Regions from separate parts of the Sus scrofa genome. Here region 2 is linked to region 1. The links are chromatin contacts, called in public Hi-C maps. All regions are on one chromosome and are shown on one strand. Each heading gives the region's core, a stretch centred on a gene start, on an enhancer-like site or on the middle of the called end of the contact. The rest is flanking DNA. Distances are from core to core; before and after follow the strand shown. Region 1 has its middle 32 kb from the start of CYSLTR2. Region 2 overlaps LOC110255759 (a long non-coding RNA gene).

The links. A called contact is a pair of places that touch in the nucleus more often than the background predicts.
Region 2: a contact with region 1 is called in a Hi-C map of embryonic fibroblasts, with 5 times the contacts expected there. The contact joins two enhancer-like sites. A contact is called at or near these places in 4 of 47 Hi-C or Micro-C datasets (adipose tissue, embryonic fibroblasts and subcutaneous adipose tissue) and 2 of 2 datasets of contacts at active chromatin or transcription factors (alveolar macrophages and skeletal muscle).

The regions. Positions count from the first base shown.
Region 1 is chr11:18,976,179-18,981,625 of Sscrofa11.1, reverse strand. No RefSeq gene overlaps it. Among named protein-coding and RNA genes, the nearest start is that of CYSLTR2, 32 kb to the left of the region's middle. Within about 2 kb of position 2,500, at least 11 of the 83 cell types and tissues checked have an H3K27ac peak or open chromatin away from gene starts, as enhancers often do. A contact at or near this core is called in embryonic fibroblasts, where this site is marked.
Region 2 is chr11:19,041,940-19,047,386 of Sscrofa11.1, reverse strand. LOC110255759 (a long non-coding RNA gene) reads left to right here. Exons shown (of 3, transcript XR_002336552.1): 2 at 2,147-2,312; 3 at 4,908-5,447. Among named protein-coding and RNA genes, the nearest start is that of CYSLTR2, 34 kb to the right of the region's middle. Within about 2 kb of position 2,191, at least 7 of the 83 cell types and tissues checked have an H3K27ac peak or open chromatin away from gene starts, as enhancers often do. A contact at or near this core is called in embryonic fibroblasts, where this site is marked.

The DNA of each region.
Region 1 (5,447 bases), core at 1,251-3,750:
CAGACCTGGCTGAATTTCAGTCCTGACCATCTGTTCTACGGGGAGGATTGAAATCCGTAACCTTTTACACCAGAGGTTATGGGTTTATTTTGTGTTGGTTTGTTTTTGTTTTGGCCACAAGGCTGCAAGAAAGAAAAAGCTCCAGGGTAGTGAGGGCTGTGGGTCACATACAAGTCTCAAGGCTGAGGCTGCGGCCAAGCAGTGGAGCGCCGTGGGGAGGTGGTAGGCTTGCACTCTGGGAGACCAGAGACCTGCGTCTGAACGCTGGCTCCGGAGTTCTCGGGCAAGGAAGGCAATCTCTAGAAGTTTTTGATTTTCTAATCTGTAAAACTGAAATTATTGAAAGCTATCGTGTAGGCTTGTGAAGATTATACAAGATAACTTATGTAAAAGTAGCTTGCAGACGACTGGGTACATTACAGGCACTCAAAAAATCTTGCTTATTTTAGTGGGGGAATCTGTAGGTAAGGATAGAAATTTCTTTCCCCCTTTTTTTTAGGGTTCCTGGCAGGGTCTGAAAATTAAACTGACAAAGAGAGACGTGGCAAAATGAGAAATCTATTGGGTCTTTGTCCCCAGGTCAAAGGACAAGGCTACAGCTTCTGGAACCCGTGGCGTTTCTATCAGGAAGGAGTGTCTCTCTCTCCATATCAAACAGGAGTGTCTCTCTCTGTTTCTCACAAGGTGCCCCTTTTCTCAGCCTATAGCAATCTCCTCCCACCTTTCTCTCTCAAACACTGGGCAGCTGCTCCAGAGCCTCTCTACATCCCACCCCTCTGCATTCTTTTTTTTTCTCCCATTTAAAAAAAATTTTTACTAAGTATTGTTGATTTACAATGTTGTGATAATTTCTGCTGTACAGCAAAGTGATTCAGTTACACATATACACACATCCATTCTTTTTCAGAATCTTTTTTCATAGAAATGATCACAGAATACCGGGTAGAGGTCCCCGGGTTATGCAGCACGTCCCTGTCGGTCAGTCATTGCAGATACCACAGTGTGCACATGCCAGTCCCAAACCCCGAGTCCATCCCTCCCCCTCCGCCCCACACCCCCTCCCAGTCTCCTTTGGCAACCCTAAGTTTGTTTTCAAAGTCTGTGAGTCTGTTACTGCTCTGCAAATAAGTTCATCTGTATCCTTTTTCTTAGATTTCACATGTAAGTGATATCATACGATGTTTGTCTTTCACATCGAACATCCCTTAGTATGATAATGTCTAGGTCCATCCATGTTGCTGCGAGTGGCATTATTTCATTCTTTTTTACGGCTTTCACAGCTCTGCATTCTCAACAGCCCCCACTTCTCCCCAACTTTTTGCTGTCCTGGGGAGATACACAATACAGTAATCCTACATATACATTTATTAAGTAATCAGCATTTCTTTAAACATTAAATAATCAACAAACCTCTAAATACTCTCAGACTACTTATATAACTAATAAATTAAAATGTATAAAGTTTAATAAAGTAAAATTCCCCAAATTTCCCAGTACACTGCAACCCTAAACCAATACTTCTAAACGTTTAAATTCAGAAATACACTGTAAGTTTTTAATATCTTAAGAGACAATACTTAGATCATTATAATGATGACAAAATCAGAACATTAAACAAGTAGCGAGATTGTTAATACCATGAAAAAACCTCCTCGAAAATAATATAAAAAAGAATGTATATATATTTATGACTGAGTCACTATGCCATACAGCAGAAATTGGCACAACATTGTAAATCAAAGATAGTTTAATTAAAAAAACCCTCCTCACTTAAAAATATCAGACTCCCAAAATGCTTTCACAGTTATTATGTACATAAACATTATTATCAAGAAAAATTTCCCATATGGGATATATATACATACCTACCCTTAAATCCTTCCCAGCACAACACGTTATGCATGAACAATGCCAACCACTATTGATTCAATTGCGTTTTATATTTAGAACTTCCCCCGAAGCTCCCGTAGTCTCCAGCTTACAGGTGAAGAAAGAGAGGCGTAAGCAAGTTAAGGGATCTTGGATTCCAAACCTCCCTTGCACAACCTCCTGCAACAAAACTGCTCTTCCTGGAAGTCAGAGGGAGCCCTTCTCTGCAACCTGACGGTGAAGGAGAGCATTGGCAGGCCTTCGAGGGGGCCGGTGATGCATAACAGACACTACTCATTGGAATGTGTATTAGTCAGCTCAGGCTGCCACAACAAAATTCCACAGATGAGGTGGCTTAAACGCAGACATTTATTTTCTTTCTGTTCTGGAGGCTAGAGGTCCAAGATCAGGGTGCCATCAGGGTTGGTTCCTGGTGTCAAAACTACATTCTCAGGAGGCAGGGATCGTCAAGGTGTTTATCTGGGATCAAAGAATTGTATTTCTGGCCACACACGGATTTTAGTAGCGACCCAAATAGTGTCCCATGAGGTAGGGAAAGTCGGGGAAGGGGGTCAAAGACAAAAGGAAATGGTTGCATAAGTTGTTTACAAAGAATTCTGATTGGTGTTGGCGGCAGAAAGCTAGCCTTGTCTACCCGTGATTTGGTTGCTAAGGCTGTCACTAGGCAGAAGCCCATTACTGGAGCAAGTTGCAGGTGTTCTTGCAGAGTTTTTGGAGTATTTGCGGCTTGGCCCAGGTCAAGTTCACAGTTCCACTGAGTGAGGTAATGTCCTCCCAGCTCTATTTTGTTTTTTTAAATATTTAGTGAATTTATTTATTTATCTTGCTTTTTAGGGCCGCACCCTTGGCACATGGAAGTTCCCATGCTAGGGGTCCAATCGGAGCCAGAGCTACCTGCCTACATCGCAGCCACAGCAACGTGGGATCCAAGCTGCGCCTGTGACGCATACCACAACCCATGGCAAGGCTGGATCCTTAACCCATTGAGCAAGGCCAGGGATGGAACCCGAGCCACCACGGATACCAGTCAGGTTTGCTACCACCGAGACACATAAGGGGAACTCCGCAGCTCCATTTTAAAACCCCTTGACGTAAGTGACTCCATTTCATCTTCTGCACTGGTGAGACCTTCTCACTGACTTGTAGTCGACTTCACAGGGGTTTCTCACTGTGCCCTCAAGTGGCCTTTTCTCTGTCTGCACAGAGAGAGGGAGAAGGAAAGGGGAAGAAGAGGAGAGAGAACCAGCTCGGGTGTCCTTCCTCGTTGTACAAGGACACCAGCTGTCTCGGATTAGGGCCCCACCTTTATGATTTTAATTTCCTCCCTAAAGATCCTACTTCTAAATACAGTCACATTGGAGGTTAGGGCTTCAACATATACATTTGGGGGTGACACGGTTCAGTCCACAGTAGAATGCGACAACACACCTGAGGCAGAGCCCCTGAAGGCAACATGACCCTCCTCAGCCCAGTGATTCCGGCTCCTCTGGATGGCAGATTCCACTCCCCACCTGGGCTGTCTGAACTCGGCTATGCCTCTGCAGAGGATGAGGGCGGCCTTGGGAAGCTTTGTTCTTTGTATCCTTGATCTTGTGCATCACCTTCGCTCTGGTTTTGGTTGATTTGCAAGTAAACTGAAGGCAAGAAAATGCCCAGCAAGCCCAGAGCATCGTCTTTGTTGAGTCTTCAAAACCAGTGTCTCTCTTGTGACCACCCTGGAAGAGGCAGCGTGATGCCGGGTAAAGAATCCCAACAGCTCACCATGGCTCCCAAGCCCCCTTGTGACGGGGCTCTGGCTCGCCCGCCTCCACTCCCCACCTGGTCCCTCCTCTCTTACTTCCTCCAGCAGTGCCAGCCTCCTGCCTCCACTGGAGGCCAGTGAGCACGCTCCCAGGGCAGGGACTCTGCCGTGGCTGTTTCCTCCGCCCAGATGCTCTCCATCAGGTGTTCACTCGGACCATTCTCTTATTTCACTTATTACTTTACTTTTAAATGGCCCCTACCCCCGCCCCCGAAAAGATCTTCTCTGACGACGTTATCTAAAACAGTGCCCCCCCCCCACATCAGCTCTGCCCCTAGACACTGCTTTATTCCTCCTTATAATATGTACCCATTATATATTAGACACTATTGCATGTATTTATTTGCTTATGGTTTGTCTCTCCCAATATATTGCAAACTTTTTGAGGACCGATTCATTGGCTCTGTTCATTGCAGCAGCTCAGGCCTAGAACTGTCCCTGAGGCCCAGATGGCACTGAGTACATATTCTTTGTGTGGCTGTTTCATCTCCTGGTTTACTAGCCAGCTGCAGGTCATGTAGATGATAGAGGCAGTCTCATTCCTGTGATAACTTAGTTCTAAAAGTATGATTACCATAACCAGCTTAGGAATATCAATATAATCCTTTCTAGAGAACTCTGTGTTTTCAGGGTTATGGAAGTAAAACATAACCGGAAGCTGTGATTCCATACTCATTTCCAGATCAGAAGATGCTCTGTCCCTCCAAGCCACTGTAACGTCACCATCACCACACACACGGTAAAAGCAGGTTTTGTTGTTTGTTTTGGCCGTACGGGCAGAAGGTGGAAGTTCTGGGGCCAGGGATGGAATTCATGGATACGTATTCGGAATGAATGAATGAATGAGGCACTTAATCCTCAGTTTCCTCTTCCCTGACTGGGCTCTTCCTCACTTAGGTCAGCCCTCAGGGGCCTCTAACCTTTCCTGGGCCTCATCTGGCTCAGGCAACTCAGGCAGACCCTGCGCTGCCATCCCTCTGCAGCTGTTACAGCTGGGGCAGCATTTCCAGCTTCCTGTTTTCAGCAGACAATGGGAGCAGGCTGCTGTGAGTGTGTAAGGGGTTCCAGAAAGGTCAGCTTCCCTAAAACGGTGGTTTTCTTGTCTAATAGCATGGCAGGTGCCGGTGAGGGAAAGCAGAGGCTCAGGGTCAGCGACCATCTTTAAGGCTGGGAAGCCAACCTGGGAACGGCAGGCAGAGCAGCCTTGAGAGAGGAGAGGCCGGGAGGGGTTTGCTGAAGACAGAGCACACAGCAAAGCCTTGTGTGGTCCATATCTGACCAAGATAAAAGTGTTTCTGGGATAAAGGCAGAAAACAGCCAATGAAGCAAAAGGGCCTGAAAGAGACTGGACGCCTCTTCCCTTTTGTTCTCTGAGAGAAGGCCTGCTCACCGCTCTCTCCTGGGCCCCCAAACAGTTCCTGGCATGTCCCAGGGACTCAGTCCGTTGAGAGTCTATTGGAAGGTGTGTGTAGCGGGCACACGTGGGTGTGGGTGTGGCAAGACCTATCAAAGGTGGCGCGTGGGGAAGGCAGTGAAGATGGACAGCATCCGAACAAGGAAGCTCCTTAAAAGAGGCATCAGTGACGAGACGGAGAGCAGCCGCAGGGTCCCACCCTGGTCCTGCAGCCGTGAGGCCTTTGGTGAGGGCCTCCCGAGAGGACGCCCCTCGTGTCCCCCACTGCCTTGTTATCTACAGAAAAACTTTAGTCAAAGAATCAATTTAATCAGAGGAGGGAGAAAATACAGAGAGAAAGAG
Region 2 (5,447 bases), core at 942-3,441, 66 kb before region 1:
TTCCTGGACTCATCTTTCCCCTTTCTTCTCACATTTGCTCTTTTGACTGGCAGCTTTTTGAGAAAGCAGACACGAGACATACAACCTTTCCAGATTTTGGGCATCTGAAAATGTCTCAAATCTACATATTCACTTATAGCCTGGTGTCCTAGAATTTTGAAACATCTCTCCAAGATCGTCTAGCTTCCAGGGGTGTTGTGAAACCCAGTCATTTTGCTTCTTGGTCCTTTCCATCTGATTGGAAGCATTTAGCATGTTCTCTTTACACCAGGAATCCTGCAGTTTCGAGATGCTGTGCCGTGGGGGTCTTTTTCACTTATTGTTTTGGATAGTTAGTGGGCTCCTTTCAACCCAGAGACTGATTCCCTTCAGCCTGGTTACATGTTCTCGTATTCACTCCTTGAAATTTTCTTCCCTCTATTCTCTCAAGTCTCCCTTCCTCTCATCTCCTACTAGTCCGATACTGTACCACCGGATATCAATCCCCTAATTTTCTTACCCCTTCCCAAGTATCAATCTCTTTGTCTTATTGTTCTACTTTCTGTGCCATCATAATCTAAGTTCTACACAAATAACAACCCCTGAATGTCCAAAATCTTTTAGCATCTTCTAAAACTGTGTTAGAGTTCCCATCGTGGCTCAGTGGTTAACGAATCCGACTAGGAACCATGAGGTTGCGGGTTCGGTCCCCCACCTTGCTCAGTGGGTTAAGGATCCCCATTGCTGTGGCTGTGGTATAGGCTGGTGGCTACAGCTCCGATTGGACCCCTAGCCTGGGAACCTCCACGTGCCGCGGGAGCAACCCTAGAAAAGGCAAAAAGATAAAAAAATAAAATAAGACTGTTGACACTTCTTGCCCATCATTGTTTCCTCTAGTGTCCTCCTGATCTTTGTGGATTTATACTTTTAAAATTCCTTGACTTTAGTGGGGTTTTCAGAACGATTTTGGGAAGCAGTGCTGGTGGGGTTAGGGACAGAGTAGAGGTTTTAGCACTGTGGCTACTTGGTGCTTTTGTTCCTATCTTACTGCTGATCGGCTTACCCTTGAGGACCTGGACACACCAGTGGGTTCAGTCACTACCCTCCGCTTGAAGTTGACCCTAACGGGAGAGGATAGAGGGAGAGGATATAACAGAAGATTTCTAGACGGGGTCCTACAAAGTCAGCTCGAATTCCTGCTCCGTTCTTCACCGAGCAGCGTCAGCTGAGTCCAGGCACTGAAATTCAGTGCACCGTGTCCTCTTCTGTGAAACGGCTCTCTCATCCTTACTGTGTTTCTGACAAGTGGTTATCATGAGCATCAAGATCCAGAGATACCAGAGAACAAAACAAGCGGTGACCAGAGGGGAAGGGGTGGGAGGAGGGACAAAACAGATGAAAGAGATTAAGAAGCACAAACTACTAAGCACCAAATAAATAAGTTACAAAGACATAAAGTACAGCACAGGGAATATAGTCAATATTTTATAAGACCTTGCTATGGCATATTTCTATAAAAATACAGAATTAGTATCTTGTACACTTGAAACTAATATTGTAAGTCAAGAATATTTTTTCCTTAAAAAAGTTTTTAATGGAGTTCCCGTCGTGGCACAGTGGTTAACGAATCCGACTAGGAACCATGAGGTTGCGGGTTCGGTCCCTGCCCTTGCTCAGTGGGTTAACAATCCGGCGTTGCCGTGATCTGTGGTGTAGGTTGCAGATGCGGCTCGGATCCCGCGTTGCTGTGGCTCTGGCGTAGGCCGGTGGCTACAGCTCCGATTCAACCCCTAGCCTGGGAACCCCCATATGCCGTGGGAGCGGCCCAAGAAATAGCAACAACAACAACAACAACAGACAAAAAGACAAAAAAAAAAAAAAAAAAAAAAAAAGTTTTTACTGAGGTATACTTGATTTACAATGCTGTATTAGTTTCAGTTATACAGCAAAGTGATCCAGTTATACATATATATCAGCGATACTGTAATAATAAGAAAGAGCAATATCACATGTAAGAGTGTTGTTAACCCATAAGACGTTATGAAAATGTTAGACTTGACAATGAACAGTGTAGCTGTTTGCTCAAGGGGATCTCGTGTTTGGAGGCAGAGCATGGGTTTTTTTTTACTTCCTGGCTGCCTGCATGTTCCATGACTCCTTGTTACAGACAGTGACTAAACTCCTGGGAGCCTTGAACTTGGAAACTCAGCTGCCCTTTGTGGAGGAAACGAGGGTGAATCACCATGTGCTCAAGAGTACCTCCCCCAAGACTCTAGCAAGTCTCCCCCACGTTCAAGTGAGGTGACCAGGGGTCAAGATGCAGGCATCAGGAGGTAGGTGTGATCAAGAAAGTTAGAGCTGGCTTGTACCTTGTCTGAAGGGGAAAAAAATGTGACAGCCCAAGGGCAGATCTGCAGAGTAAAGCGAGGTCAGGGAGCTGAGTGTGCTCGATGTCTTCAGGGTCATCCAGCCAAAAATGCCAGTGGAGCACATCTGCTTGGCAGCTCTGTATTCTTAGCAGAGATGACGGCTGGATCGGGCCGCACAAGAGGACAACCAAGTCCTCCTTATCCTCATTTGATGAAGGAACTCTTCATGCTTTCAACGAATGGTCATCGAGCACATGCTCTGTGCCGGGCATTCTTTTTAGGAGCCTGATACCCCGCTGAACAAGAAAGGCAAAGAGGCCTGCCCTTCTGGAGCTTACTTTCCATGAAGAAGTAACTTTTGGAGTGATTATTCACCATGCTAGGGGTTGGAGTGAGAGTAATAAGGGCTCATACTGGCCCCCTAGGAACTCAGTTAATGGATCTGGCTCCCAATTGCATTGTTTTGGAGGAAGAGAAGGGTTGATTAGCTAATTCTGATACCCGGTCCCCTAGGCATTCTAAAAATTAATTAATTGCATTCTGGTCTCTAGTGAGTTTGGTCTGAGCTTGGAGTAGCCCCAAGATTGGGCTTCTAGACACAAAGAACATATAAACAGTCCCTGGGAAGAGCCAATCCCCAAAAGTTGATTTTCCTTAGCTACTCCAGGCCTGAATGTTCTTCTAGAATCACCCTCTCACATCCCTTTCTCTCTCTGACCTCGACAGAGATGTTTGTGAGGTCCTCTTGCGGCTGGTGGTGCAGTGTGTTAAGGATCCCGAGTTGTCACTGCGGCTTGCGTCACTGCTGTGGTGTGGGTTGGATCCCTGGCTCAGGAAATTTCATATGCTGTGGGCATGGCCACCGCCCCCCCCAACCAGAGATGTTTGTTCTGTCATCCTGAATCATCCTGCTTCTTGCAGAGCACACATAAGAGTGGATAAAAGGGAGTTTTCATATATTCAGATATTTCTCAATTTCTGTTACATACCAGACCCTGTGCCCTCAGAGGAGCGACCCTGGCAGAGGCCCCCCCGGGGCCCAGCTCCTGCTGGAGGCCTGCTCCCTTCCATGCCAGGCTGGCCCTCTCTGCAGCCTGACGGAGGAAGTAAATGGCCAATCTGCGAGCACGTTCCTCGGGAATGAATCTCCCCAGTGTCCTAACCTTACTTCTTTAAATGCCAAAAAAGTTTTTATTCTAACTAGTTTTGACCAAACTATTTTATTTTTTTAGGGGCGCACCCATCACATATGGAGGTTGCCAGGCTAGGGATCAAACCCGAGCTACAGTTGCCAGAATACACCACAGCCACAGCAAGGCCAGATCCCAGCTGCATCTGCAACCTACACCACAGGTCATGGCAACACCAGATCCTTAACCCACTGAGTGAGGCCAGGGATCAAACCCACATCGTCTGATTTGTTTCCATGGAGCCACGACAGGACTCCCCAAATTATTCTAAATGCGCTGTACACCCCTGCCTTATAACACAGGAACTCAGCATAATTGCATCTTTTCTTAAAAAGGGTCAATCACTGGGAATACCTGGCAGTACCCTGGGCTAGAATCTAGGTCAGCAGTTCTCAAAAGTGTGTTCCTGGACCGGCAGCATCAGCATTTCCAAAACGTGTTAGAAATGCACTTTCTCGGGTTCCCTAGACCCCCCGAGTCCGACATGCTAGGGGTAAAATTGGAAATTCAGGACTAAATCTGAAATTCTGAATCTGAAAATCAGGATGCCCCTCATATTTATTTTCTCTATTTATTCTATTCTATTCTAATTTTTTTTTTACCTTTTCCCAGGTGATTCTGGAGTTCACTCCTATTTTCCAAGGCCTGATATGGGGATGCCCTCTGCGACCAAGGCCGGGTGGGGTCTTGCATTCTGCCTCACACCCACAGGCCGCTTGACTCTTTGCAGGAGGGGTTCCTGCCACCTTCCTGTAAATTCTGTCTCCCTGAGGGCCGTCAGGGTTTATTCCTCAGGGCTGCCAGCAGTGTGCCTCTAATTTGTGTCCCTTCGAATCTGCTCCTCCAGTCTGCTCTCTACTGGGAAACCAGATCACCAGTCATAACTTCATTATGCAGAAAGCAGGAGTAAATTCCAGGGCTGCTGGAGCCTCTTGTTGGTAATTTGATCTTTTGCTTTCCTGACATTTGGCAGAGTGGAGAGAACGCAGGTTCTGGAGTCCGAGGAGCCTAGATTTCAGGGCAGACCCCCTCTCACCTGAGGAGTCTGCTGGCTGCTGAGTATGTCTATTCCGATTATGCAGGAAACAACCACAGGGAGGTTCCGGGACTCCCTGCGCCCACTGTGAGACAGGTCTGAGCTAACGCGCCCTTGCTCTCCGGGCCTCCACCAGCCTCTGCTCTGACTGGTGAACCACAGTGATGTGCTGGTCTCCTGGAAGTGGTGTCAATGGAGAGTTAGTGTCCAATGATCCCTGAATGTCTGATTATTTCCTTTTCCCCAGTGCAGAGTCACCGGGCCAGAGGCTAAAGGTCCCTCTGGAGAAGGCTGGGGCAAAGATTAACAGTATACATATTTTTTTCTTTTCAGGGCTGAGCCAGCAACATATAGACGTCCCCCAGCTAGGAGTCAAATCGGAGCTGGAGCTACCCGCCTACACCACAGCCACGGCAACACCAGATCCAAGCGGCATCTTTCACCTACACCACAGCTTGTGGCAACGCCAGATCCTTAACCCACTGAGGGAGGCCAGGGATTGAACCCACATCTTCATGGATACTAGTTGGGCTCTTTACTCAGTAAGTCACAACAGGAACTCCAGTATACACTTTTAGCAGTGTAGCTGGGTCCTTCCTCAAGAGGTACCCCTCCTTTTACTGTGATCTTGGCAGAGTTAGAACAAGGACTACCTGGCACCAATGATGTGCTCAACAAGGCTGGTTCCTTTTTTCTTGGCTGGGAGGTACGGGAGGGGATTAATCACTGGGGAAGGTGGTACGGGCTGGGAATGCTACAATGAGGTAGAACTGACTTGGAGTCTTGGCTTTGCCACTTCTTAGTGACTGAAGAGGGTTGACTTGGGTCCTCCCCCAAAAGATATGTCTAAGTCCTAACTAACTCCTGATACAT